Regions from separate parts of the Mus musculus genome. Here region 2 is linked to region 1. The links are chromatin contacts, called in public promoter capture Hi-C maps. All regions are on one chromosome and are shown on one strand. The core of a region is the stretch at or near the end of the contact, and the rest is flanking DNA. Distances in the headings are between cores, read along the strand shown. Region 1 has its middle 22 kb from the start of Slc22a8. Region 2 holds the start of Bscl2 (Berardinelli-Seip congenital lipodystrophy 2 (seipin)).

Region 1 (5,852 bases), core at 2,932-5,431:
TGACCTTTTGAATTTCTTTTTCGACCACCTTAAGGCTTCCACCCCCATGGCCTTTGCTTTACTTGGTTAGGCTTTTTCCTAGGTATTTTATTTCATCTCTGTGATTGCTGTGAGTGGAGTTCTTTTCCTGATGCCTTTTACAGCATGTTTGCTGTTGGTGTGCAGGGAGGTAACTGCGTTTTGTGTCCTGCCACTTAACTGATGAGCACCATCAGCTTTGACAGGAAGTACTTTGTCCACTGAGTCTTCTTCAACCAGACAGCCAGGTGTCTGAGAAATGAAATCAGGTTGAGTTACTTCTCTGCTTAAAATCCTCCCTGTCCCACTCCTTCCTTGGCCTTGGTTGCCTCTCCTCTCCCGGCACCTTCTACCACACTTTACCATCAGGCTGTCTCTCCAAGCTCCGCTCTGCCCCCAGGGTTTGGACCTTACAGGTCACTCACTGAGTGTGTTCTCTGGTTCTCTCTGTAGTTCGAGTGAGCGAGCTCAGACATCATGAGTCTTGCCTGAGACATCACTCCTAGTCAGTTCCTTGCTACCTCACCTCCTCATCTTCTCCCTGTTCTGGTTTTCCTTTTTCAGAGTCGTTGTCCTTTGGACTGGCTGGATTTTGTAGAGTACAAAGCAGGAAGTCAGCCCCCAGCTCATCCTGGCATTTTCTCTGTTGCTTCTTCCTTCTTTGAAAACATTTCAGGAGTGCAGCTTTATTACCTCAGGTATTCAAGCAACTTGGAGTCCATCCATTAAAGAGTTCAGTTATTTCAGAGGTGCACACTGATGGCTTTAAAGGTCACAATGATTTTTTTTAATTGCATGTCTTCCAGGATTTATTGAATTTTTGTTGTTTTCCAATTGGCTGATTTTGGCTTTATTATTATTAGCATCTATATTTAAATTTATTTATTTGTGCGTGCATGCATTTGTGTGTGTGTGTGTGTGTGTGTGTGTGTGTGTGTGTGTATGTATGTGTATGTGTGTGCATCCCATTGCACGAATATGGAGGTCAGAGGACAACTTGTGAGAGTCAGTTCTCCCCCTCCACCCTGTGGATGCCAGTAATGAACTCTTATCACCAGGTTTGGCAGCAAGTCCTTTTACTTGCTTGCCAGGTGTCTTCATCATTGTTCTATTGCTGTGAAAAGACGCCACGACCAAGGCAACTGATAAAAGAAAGCAGCTGGGAGTTTGCTTACAGTTTCAGAGGGTGTGCTTATCATCACGGCAGGGAGCATAGCAGCAGGCAGGTATGGCACTGCAGCAGTAGCTGAGAGCTCACATCAGATCCACAAGCACAAGGCAGGGAGTGGCAGGAGGAGGGGGTGGGGGGGAAGAGATGGGAAGTGGAGAGCTTGAGCTAACTAGGAATGGCATGGGCTTTTGTGCCCTCAAAGCCTTCCTCCGAGAAACACTTCCTCCAACAATGCCTTACCTCCTAATTCTTCCCAAAGAGTTCCACCAACTGTGAACAAATATTCAAATTTATGAGCCTATGGCCTATGGGAGCCCATTCTAATTTAAACTCCTACACCAGGCCACCATGGCTGTTTGTTTTGAGACAGGTTCTTACTAGAGACTAGGTTGGCCTTGAACTTAACCCTTCTGCCTTGACTTCCCCAAATCCTGGGATTATAGGCATGCCTTACCACACCCAGCTTTGTTAGCATGCTAGTTTTACAAAATAATGTTTTCACTATGACATTCTCATACATGTCTATAATGTGCTGTGGTCACTCATGTCCTCAGTACCCCTCTCAGGTCCCATCTCCACTTCCCACTGGTTCCCTTCCTCTTCACAAACAGCCTTTCTACTTTCATATTTTTTTTTAGTCTAGTTTCCACGTATGAGAGGAGACATTTGATCTTTGTCTTCCTGAGTTGGGCTTATTTTGGCTAGCTTTCAAGTGCTTCAGCAAAACCCCGGCCAGCCGGCTCTCTGCACCTGCAGTTCCTGCAGCCTCTGTTCTGCCCAGTGCTTCTCAGCCTTCCTGATGCTACGACGGCTTTAATATAGTTCCGCATGTTGTGGTGACCCCCCAACCACAACATTATTTTTGTTGCTCTTTTATATCTGTAACTTTGCTATTGTTATGAATCACAATGTAAGTGTGATGCAGGATCTCTGTTATGCGACCCCCATGAAAGGGTCCTTTGACTCCAAAGAGGTTGTAGCTCACAGGTTGAGAAACACTGTGCTAACCTCATTTTAAAACTATTTTAACAAATTGCATTGAGTCAGGTGTGGTTGTACAGAGGCAGGAGGATCTCTATGAGTTTGAAGCTAGCCTGTTCTACATAGTGAGTTATAGGACTTCAAGTGCCATATAGAGACATTGTCTTAAAAAAAAAATAGACCATGGTGGAGCATGCCTTTAGAGTTTCAGTCTAGTACGCAATGAGACCCTCTCTCTAAAAAAAAAAAAAAAAAAAAAAAAAACCTGACATAGTATTTACACTATATTATATAATTCAAAGGCAATTTAAAGTATATGGGGAGATATGCTGAATGGGGGTCTATGCAAATGTCACTCTAAAGGTTGCACACCCATTTGATATCTGAGGATGTCATGGGGCAACATGCACATGGAGACTGATACACGCATGCATGCGTGCACACACACACACACACACACACACACACACATGCACACACGCACACACACAGCACTTATATCTACATCACTCCCACCCTTCCTCTCCTCCTCCAATTCCTTCCTGTCTGGCTTCTCCTTCACGATCTTTAATGCAATGGTGAGCACTCCAGAGCCTGAACACTGCTAATGTCCATGTCTTAAGCCTAAGTGGTGACTAGATGGGGTATTCATTATACCATTCTTTCAATTTTCCTGTATTTTTGAAAACTTTAAGAAAAAGCTGAGTGAAAACAGAAACCACTCTTGACCAATATCTAAATATTTGTTTCTCCTCCAGCATGTTCCAGCCAGCTTGACAAAGGCCTAGCTTAATCGGGGACAGATTTCCAGGGAGCAGTGGTGCTATGGTTGGTGTGGTTCCTCCCGAGTTCACCTTTGTCCTCTCATGCTCCTGGTCCTCCAGGAAAGGGGAGGGGAAGGCTGTGTGGGGGCAGTCCCAAACCAACTTAAGGAGAGAAAACAGTTTAGTTGTCTCTGTTGAGAAGAAGCCAAAAGCTTTCCCCAGCTCCCTCTTAGAGTAGAGTCTGGTATTTCAGAGACTCACCTGCCTCTTGCTAATGGTTGTAAATCCTTTCAGAAGCAAACTAAGTCCTTCTTCCAGTTTTCCTCCCCTAAAGTGTTTTCACAAGACCTCCTGAAGCATCTCTTTGAAATTTAACCAGCAAGGACTTCAGTGCCCTATGACCCAGTTTCTGCCAGTGTCCTAGCCTAACCTCAGTTGGGCCTTGCTCCAGATTACCTTCCTACCTACTTTTGGTCTTATTCACAGGGAAAAGGGGGTTTTCATCTGAATAAGGGCATTAAACATAGGTGGCCAGTACAATTACCAGACTTGGATAGACTTTCTGTGAAGTCAGGGTTTTCTTTGTTATCTGTCCATCTGTCCATCATCCACCCATCCACCCTTCCATCTACAGTGTTTCGAATGGGGGCACTTTCTGCTTGGCTACAATAAATGGGGAGAGTTTTTTTCTCTTTGCAGTCTCTTGGTAGCTTGCTGAATGTTACATTCTGCTTTAGTAGTTATTTGGGATTTCCCTTCCTTCCACTTTTGCAGGAGGCTTTCTGGGTTGCCAGGAGATTGCCCCTTTAACTTGTATTTCCCCGGTAAGTGGTGTGTGCACCTTCCAGAGATGCATATTTTTGTGTCATCTTTTCTGTAGAAAGAAATGGCATGACGTTTCCTTCAAGACCCGCTAAGGTCCCATGGGCCCCTGTGTCTAATGTGGTCTCCAGGGAAGGGCCGGCCACCCTTCGACCAGCAGGTCAGCCTTCCTCAGAAAGAGATGGGAGGTGTTCCCTCTGGGACAAAAGTTGAGGCGAGGAATTAACAGACTGAGGTTGACTCTCTGGGTAGTTCAGGAGAAGCAAGTAGTTCAAGAGGCTGCATAGCCAGCCAGCCTCACTCCCCTCGTCCCCGCTTCTGCCCAATCTCTGTATCGGTGTGTAGGGTTCAGGGGAGCGCGAGAGAGGACAGCTTCTTGCATTGTACTGGACGCTGAGGAGGGCCAGAGCGCAAATTTTGTGCCCAGCAGCGGCTAGGTGCCCCCCACCTTCACCCCCGCAGCCCCGCCAGACTAGCTCGACAGTGACATCGTGTGGAAGTATGGAATTGTGGCTTCTCTAACTGATTAAATGAACCGAAGGGGTCGCAGCCCTGGGATAGCTGCACCTGGGAAGAAAGTCAGGTGACAACAAATACAGGGAGCTTGATCAGCAGAGTGGAAAAGCTATATGTGTGGGACAAGACTCCTTTGTAAATAGTATTTCCTGAATGTCTGTTACAGTATTACCGATACTGCTAAGGACCCTTCCTTTCAGATGAAGGGCTGTGGTTAGGTTGGGTATGTGAGGGGTGTTGGTTCTTCTGGATATTGCAGGGAGAATCAGTATTTTTTTTTTTTTTTTCTTCCTATTCTTGTTTCGCGTGTTTCTCCTCCCTCTCCCTCTCCCTCTCCCTCTCCCCTCTTTTCCCCTCCTCCTCTCTCCTTCTCCCCTCTCTCCCTTTCCCTATCTCCCTCTCCTTCTCCCTCTTTCTCCCCTTCCCTCCCCTTTCTTTTTTCCTCTCTCCGTATTTTAACTTTCACTACGTAACTCATGCTGTTCTTAAACTGGTGATCCTTTTACCCGGCCTCTCCAGTCCTTGGGGATTATAGACACACAAAAATATTTTTTTTTGTTTTTTTTCTTTTCTTTTCTTTTCTTTTTTTTTTTTTTGTTTGGTTTTTCAAGACAGGGTGGTTTTTCTCTGTGTAGTCCTGGCTGTCCTGGAACTCACTTTGTAGACCAGGCTGGCCTCGAACTCAGAAATCTGCCTGCCTCTGCCTCCCAAGTGCTGGGATTAAAGGTGTGGGTCACCACTGCCTGGCACACACAAAAATTTTTTTTTGTTTTTTTGTTTGTTTGTTTTGTTTTGTTTTGTTTTGTTTTTTTTTGACACAGGGTCTGGCTCACCTGAAACCTGCTATGAGGATTAGGTTGGCCTCACACACATAGAGATCTGCCCACTTCTGCCTCTCTCTCTCCTGTGTAGGCTTGGCTGTCTTGGAAGTTGCTTTCTAGACCAGGCTGGCCTTGAACTTATAGAGATCCGTCTGCCTCTGCCTCTCAAGTGCTGAGACTAAAGGCATGTGCCACTACTGTCTGGCAGTGAGATGTTTTAAAATTATTGAGAATGACCATGGTATGAACTCCATGACAGCTGTGCTTATTATTAAATTATTAAATGTTATATTAAATTTAATATTAAATTAATTAGTATTATTAAATTATTAACGTATGTGCCAGCACATTTCTGTAACACCCCGGAAAGATGTAGCAATGACTTTTTCTGGAAATCTTGTTGGACATTCCATGGGTTTGAGTCCAGAAGGTTCCACTGATCTGAGCATTTACCTCAGGCAGTGAATGGAGACTGGGGGCCAGCTGGTCACATTTAGGTCTGTGTTCTTGGAGGCCTGAGGATGACCCAGCCCCTGGCTAAACTTGTTTTATGATAATTTTTAAATCTTCATTAGGCAGTAATCAGTTTTAAGTTCCAATATGTTAAGCAGAGCATTATTTTTGGCCTGTATGGAGAGACTAAGACAACAATTGTCACTGCCCTGTATATAGTAAGAGGACATTGTTGCACGGCAAAACAAAACACAACACAATTACTTTCCTTGGCACTGGAAATGGATCCCACCTGGCTCCTGTTTA
Region 2 (5,930 bases), core at 405-2,904, 270 kb before region 1:
GCATTAACTGTCAGTGCTACGGATATTTTTAGCTCCAAGTCCTGGCAGGGTGGGGCACCTATCTGAGGCAGGGTTTGGTGCCCCCTCCCCACTGACCCTACATCCCTGGCTGCCGCTGCTGTTACTTCAGGTGAGTAGAAAGCAGCTTTTTTTCTCTTCAGGGCTTGAGGGGGGACAGGTGGCTGATGTGATTTCATCAGGGTGGGGCTCTTTCTGACTGAGGCTTTCATTGCTGGTAACATATTTGGCTCAAAGACTTAAAATCCTTAAATCGTTTGTATAATTTGATGACCAGGACCCAGGGGTTAGGAGAATATTTCATTTTATCTTCTCCATTCTCCCTACTTAAAAAAAAAAAAAAAAAAGAAAGAAAAAAAAACCTGGGATGGCCACTGGAGAATGGGGGCACAATCCCAGGTGTGTGGTTGTGAAGAGCTGAGTGTTTCAGCTGACTGTCTTTACTCCAGGATGAAAGGGGAGACCCCCGTTAACAGCACTATGAGTATTGGTCAAGCACGCAAGATGGTGGAACAGCTTAAGATTGAGGCCAGCTTGTGCCGGATAAAGGTGGGTGCGACCCTGGCTCCCATCAGCCCTTCAGGGCTCAGCTGTGGGTTTGCAATACCCTCCCCTCCCCCCTCCCCCCAAGAAAAGATGCTTCTTTTCTTGACACCCTGAGGTCAGTGGCAGAAACTGGGCTTTGTCAGCAAAGTTGTTCCCGAGGACTGGCGTTGGGGGAGAGGGCTGTCTCAAAGGGCACTAGAAACAAAAAGATAGTCTATTGGAGAAGAGAACTGCAGTCCCTTTCAGGAATTCTGGTTAATGTATCCCTTCCTGGCTGGGTTCCAGGTGTCCAAGGCAGCAGCAGACCTGATGACATACTGTGATGCCCACGCTTGTGAGGACCCCCTCATCACTCCTGTGCCCACTTCCGAGAACCCCTTCCGGGAGAAGAAGTTCTTCTGTGCGCTCCTCTGAAGAGCGGTGGACCTCCTCTGAACTCATCGCCCCCTCCCAGACCCGCCCTTAGATTGGAAATTGTAGTAGATCACTTCTACCCGCATTTACCCGGAGATTATTTGAAGCACAAGGCCCTCCTTACCCATGTCTACCCCATCTCCTCACCCTTTCAGGCTAACTCCAAGCACCTTCTACTCTATCTATAAAGGGACCCCGCTAAACTGCCAAAATCCTGCCTGTTTCCCTCGGTGATCCATCCGTTCAGGCAATGGAGAGGGGGATGCCCGGGTGCTCACCTGGAGCTATGAAAGGTAAAGGCATTTGAAGAATAAAGTCATTCAGAGCCTCAGAGGACAACGTCTGTGTTAGCGTTCTTGGGAAAGAGGATCCTTAATCGATACACTTGCCATATCCAGGGAACAGGGCCAGTCGAGCCCGTTAGACATTGTAAGGATTGGAGATCGCAAAGTATAAGGTGCCCGAGCGCCCCCAGTGGGGGGTTGTTAAAACGAGCGCTCAGAAGCCGCGGAGCATTCACACGAGCGCGCAACGTAAGCGGCGAGAACCACACAAGGGCGAGCAGGGTGGGTTTCCGCAGGCCCAGGGACAGCAGCCCCGGGGGGAGGTGGCCCGAGAGGCCGTGGGGCGGGACAGGGCGACTCGGCGCGGCAGCCAATGCCCAAGATGGCGGCTGCCTGTTCGTACCCGCATGGAGGCACGCGCCGAGGGTGCTCTTAAAATGGCGGTCCCCAGCGTTCCCAATAGGGAACGATCCCTTATGCGATCCTCTGGTCTTAAAATGGCTGCCCCTGCCCTCTCAAAGTCAGAGTCAGGTTCTCTGTCCCATAGAATCTGGAACTAGACATGCTTTGGAGACCAATCACGGGGAGTGGGGATGGGGAGACACCTAAAGCAGTCATGGGTTCTTAAGTTCAGTGTGGTGACCAACACTCCGGAGGTGTTGGACACACACAGAGGCAGATGGATCTCTGAGTTCCAAGCCAGCCACGACGACACACAATACACAATGAAATCCTGACTTAAAACAACCAGTCACTAGGACTGGGACCCAAGAAGCCCAGAGTGAGTTTTGCATAAGAATCTCGCCTGAGTAGAGGTTCCCTTTGAGGTGTATGTAATAACACAAATGTGTTAAACAGGCCATCTTGGAGCACCCTGTTCCTTGGTCTCTGTGGGATCTAAATAAGTAATAAATTTGTTTTCTTGTTGAATTGGGGCTTTTTTATTTTCTCCTCAAGGTAACTGAAAACATCACAAGGGTTCAGAATGTCGTCTGACTGGAAACCATGTCTCAAGAATGCCTCCTAGAGTGAGATCCCGGCAAAGGGTTAGGGGATCCAGGCCACCGCCTAGAAGCTTTTTGGTCTGAGTGAACGTACATATATGTTTTGGATCCTGGGCTACATTTAAATGTCCTAGTTGTTTTGTTTTTGTTTTTATTCTTTTTGGTTTTTCGAGACAGGGTTTCTCTGTATAGCCCTGGCTGTCCTGGAACTCACTTTGTAGACCAGGCTGGCCTCAAACTCAGAGATCCGCCTGCCTCTGCCTCCCTGAATGCTGGGATTAAAGGCGTGCGCCACCATGCCCGGCTGTTCTAGTTTTAGGTGACAAATCGTTCTGGGTAGGAAGGTCTAACTATTCCCTGGGTGTCATAACCAAATGGCTGAACAGGTACAGGTGTTTGACTGCAGGCCCAGTGAGTTTCAACCATCAAGGTGGTGGGGGAGAACTCAAGAGTTTTTCTGACTCCACAAGAGTACCCTGCACACTCTCTCTCTAGAGCGCGTGCATGCGCACACACGCAGACTTCAGTATTTTATAACCTTTGCTCCTTCTTTCTTGTGAAAACCCCAGGAAGGATCCTTGTTATAATCCCTGCCTGCTTACAATGTCTAGAATGCAATAGGTGCCTAATACCTAATGAATGTTTTTTTCTATGTGTATATGCTTAAACTGTACACAGGGAGTAGCAAGAGACTAAAAAGACTAATCTCTATCAGCTCAGATGTGGTAAAAAGCCAAAAGTGCTTAAAATGTGTTATTAGGTTAATCCTTGCCCTACCTTATCCTCTAAAATACCCATCTTAGTTTTCTCATGCAATTTGATACCTATTCAAATTAGGAGTGACTATCTGGTTGAGGAGAACCAGGCCTAGCAACTCGTACAGACAAGGTGTAAGCTGTTTCAGAGTAGGGCTAGAAGAGGGTTCTCAAAGGAGTCACATGGTGGCTTACAAACTGACCTTAACTCCACTTCAAGAGGATCCAATGCCCTCTTCCTACTCTGCATGCACCAGACACAAGCATGGTACACACAGATATATGCAGACAAAACATTCATGGGTATAAATCTTAGGAATAGACCATCAGTGGATTGAGACAGGGTCTGAACTCCTGATCCTCCTGCCTCCCAACTCCAAGTGCTCAGATTACATTCATACACCAGTATAAGCTACTGTTGTTTTTGAAACAGGGTCTTGCTCTGTAGGCCAAGTTGATCTGGAATATTCTGGTTTTGAATTCATAGCATTTCTCCTGTCTTGGCCTATCTAGTGTTAGGACAAAGGCATTCGATATCACGTCAGGCTGAACACTAATTATAATCAGCTCCAAAATGCCAATAATGGAGCCTAAGATGGTTCAGTGGGTAGAAGTTCCTGTCATCAAGTCTGATGACTGGATTCAATTCCTGAGTCCTAAATGGTAGAAAGGAGACTCCCAAGTCATCCTTCGATCTTCACAGGTGTACTGTGGCTCATGCGTGCTAACAGGCAAAAAACCCAAAGTCCTCCTGAGCCTGGTATGGTTGCAGCCTAGGCTACAATAGCCAATACCCAGCTTCAAAACAACAAACACAAAACAAAGTTTCTGTAGCTTTCATTCTTCAAATTCAATAGAAAAATGAAGACTTTCCTTCTTAGGTAATATCACATACTTAATGGATTTCATAAACAAAACATCAAAAATCTAACTGATTATTTTAGCAGAGCCCAAGAGTTAAATTTTCCATTCTAATGGCTCAAGATCTTAGTACAAGAGGGATAGAGAGATGGCTCAGTGGTTAGGAGCACTGGCTGTTCTACTGGCTGTAGAGAATCAGGATTCAGAGTTCCTAGCACCACCATTTAAAAGGATTTTTTTTGTGTGTGTCTATTTTAAAATTTTGTATTTATGGTTTTGTTTTTAAATGTTGTGTGGTTCAGATACACCAGAAGAGGGCATCCGATTCTATTACAGATGGTTGTAATGTGCCATGTGGTTGCTGGGAATTGAACTCAAGACCTCTGGAAGAGCAGTCACTGCTCTTAAACCACTGAACCATGTCTCCAGCCCTAGCACCACCATTTAAGCTCACAACCATGGGACACTGCAGTTCCAGGGGATCCAATGCCCTCTTCTAGCCTCCGAAGGTACTGCATATGTGGTAGACCCAGATGCAGGTAAAACACTTGTATATATAAATAAAATTAAAAATAAAGATGTTACTCTAAGCACACACCAGGTTGACAGATTCCTATGTAGCTAGTCCCAAGTGAAGGCGTAGAGAAGAGCACAGCTGTCATATACAGAGGCCATCCTCGGCTGTAACCAGTGCATCTTGATAACTAAGCACTAAAAAATAGGTGGCTTGGCATGTCACCAAAGTTTGGCAATTTGTGTTTGGTCCTTGGAACCTGTATAAGGATAGGAGAAAGACTCCACAAAGTTGTCCTCTGACCACCATGTGACTCATATCCCCATTTTCTGCATGTACACTCGATCCCTGTGCACTTCTGTGCACATACCAAAATTTAAAATAGGTGATTAAGATGGTTATAGTGACAAACATGTATAAATGCAGCATTTTGGGTTTTAAGGCATGATGATCAAGAGTTCCAGGCCAGTCTGAGATACAAGGAGATTCTGCCTCAAAAGAAATTATTTTGAAAAAATACATTTTAAAAATAAACACCTCCATGATCATTCCAGTCAGTGCAGCCACAGGAGATAGGAAAATTCAATCCAAATGGTTATTTATTCTAAAACTGGAACTACTGTGTCTACATTTTTTGCCAGAATGGTGTAATGAGAACAGGGTAAGAGTTACATATGTAAACAATGACACAGTTACATTTTTAAAAATGGAACCCCCCTCCCCCGTTTTTTTACTGGCCACTTCCAAGAATGCTTTACAGGTTGTGCAAAAACATTTACAGGCTCCATGTGGTGTTTGTTTGTTTACAAGCTTTTCCATCTACAACTACAACAGACATCTGATAAAACACTAAACAACTCTTTTAAGGAAAACAAAACCAGGGATTCCTCTTATTACCATAATCTACACCCCACACCCGTCCCAATAACATTTCTTTTCATAATAAAAACACAAGACAGAAACAAAATGCAGACGTCCACTTTGATGCAGGAGACCTCCTGAACAGACCCAACAAGGATGTGGCAGTGTCATTCTCCATTCCACTAGAAAAACAGCTTTTTTTAAAAAAAAGGACTTTGACTTTTCTGGTGTTGAAAATCAACAGCGAGTATACTCTCTGACCCATGTTGCCTCAAACTTCAGTGTTAAGTTTTTGCACTTTTGAGGGCTCTACCACCTAAAATCCAGATCACAGAGTACCGTCAAAGTATTATTTGTTGGAGGACTAAACATCTGAAGGGACAGCTTCTGCCTCTGGAAATTAAGTTTCCTATTCTAACATAATCTTCTTCTAAGGGGATTTCTTTGGGCTCCAGTTTCTATCTTCCTGCCCTGACATTATAAACAATGCTTTCTTGAACTCCCTTTCTAATACCAGCGAGTTACAAAAGATGCATGCAATCATTCCACCCACTGCCACACACAAACCCATCTGTGGCACCATAGGGACAAGTGCAATAGAAAAGACACAGTATGAGCACGCTTCTCTCCTCCCAGGCCCACTGCAGCCTTGGAAAGAGGTCCTTGAGCAGAA

The links. Promoter capture Hi-C pulls out the DNA fragments that hold promoters and counts their contacts.
Region 2: a contact with region 1 is called in a promoter capture Hi-C map of hippocampal neurons, with 5 times the contacts expected there. A contact is called at or near these places in 4 of 39 promoter capture datasets (the 3T3-L1 cell line, embryonic stem cells, hippocampal neurons and 1 more), 6 of 484 Hi-C or Micro-C datasets (CD4 T cells, the G1E-ER4 cell line, the N1E-115 cell line and 1 more) and 3 of 130 datasets of targeted methods (embryonic stem cells, large pre-B cells and stem cell-derived neural progenitor cells).

The regions. Positions count from the first base shown.
Region 1 is chr19:8,568,025-8,573,876 of GRCm38.p6, reverse strand. No RefSeq gene overlaps it. Among named protein-coding and RNA genes, the nearest start is that of Slc22a8, 22 kb to the left of the region's middle.
Region 2 is chr19:8,833,191-8,839,120 of GRCm38.p6, reverse strand. Bscl2 (Berardinelli-Seip congenital lipodystrophy 2 (seipin)) reads right to left here and starts at 1,654. Exons shown (of 12, transcript NM_001136064.3): 1 at 1,257-1,654. Gng3 (guanine nucleotide binding protein (G protein), gamma 3) reads left to right here. Exons shown (of 3, transcript NM_010316.3): 1 at 1-130; 2 at 468-567; 3 at 850-2,192. The coding sequence starts at 469. The coding sequence ends at 978. It overlaps Hnrnpul2 (heterogeneous nuclear ribonucleoprotein U-like 2), which reads right to left. Exons shown (of 14, transcript NM_001081196.1): 14 at 4,979-5,930.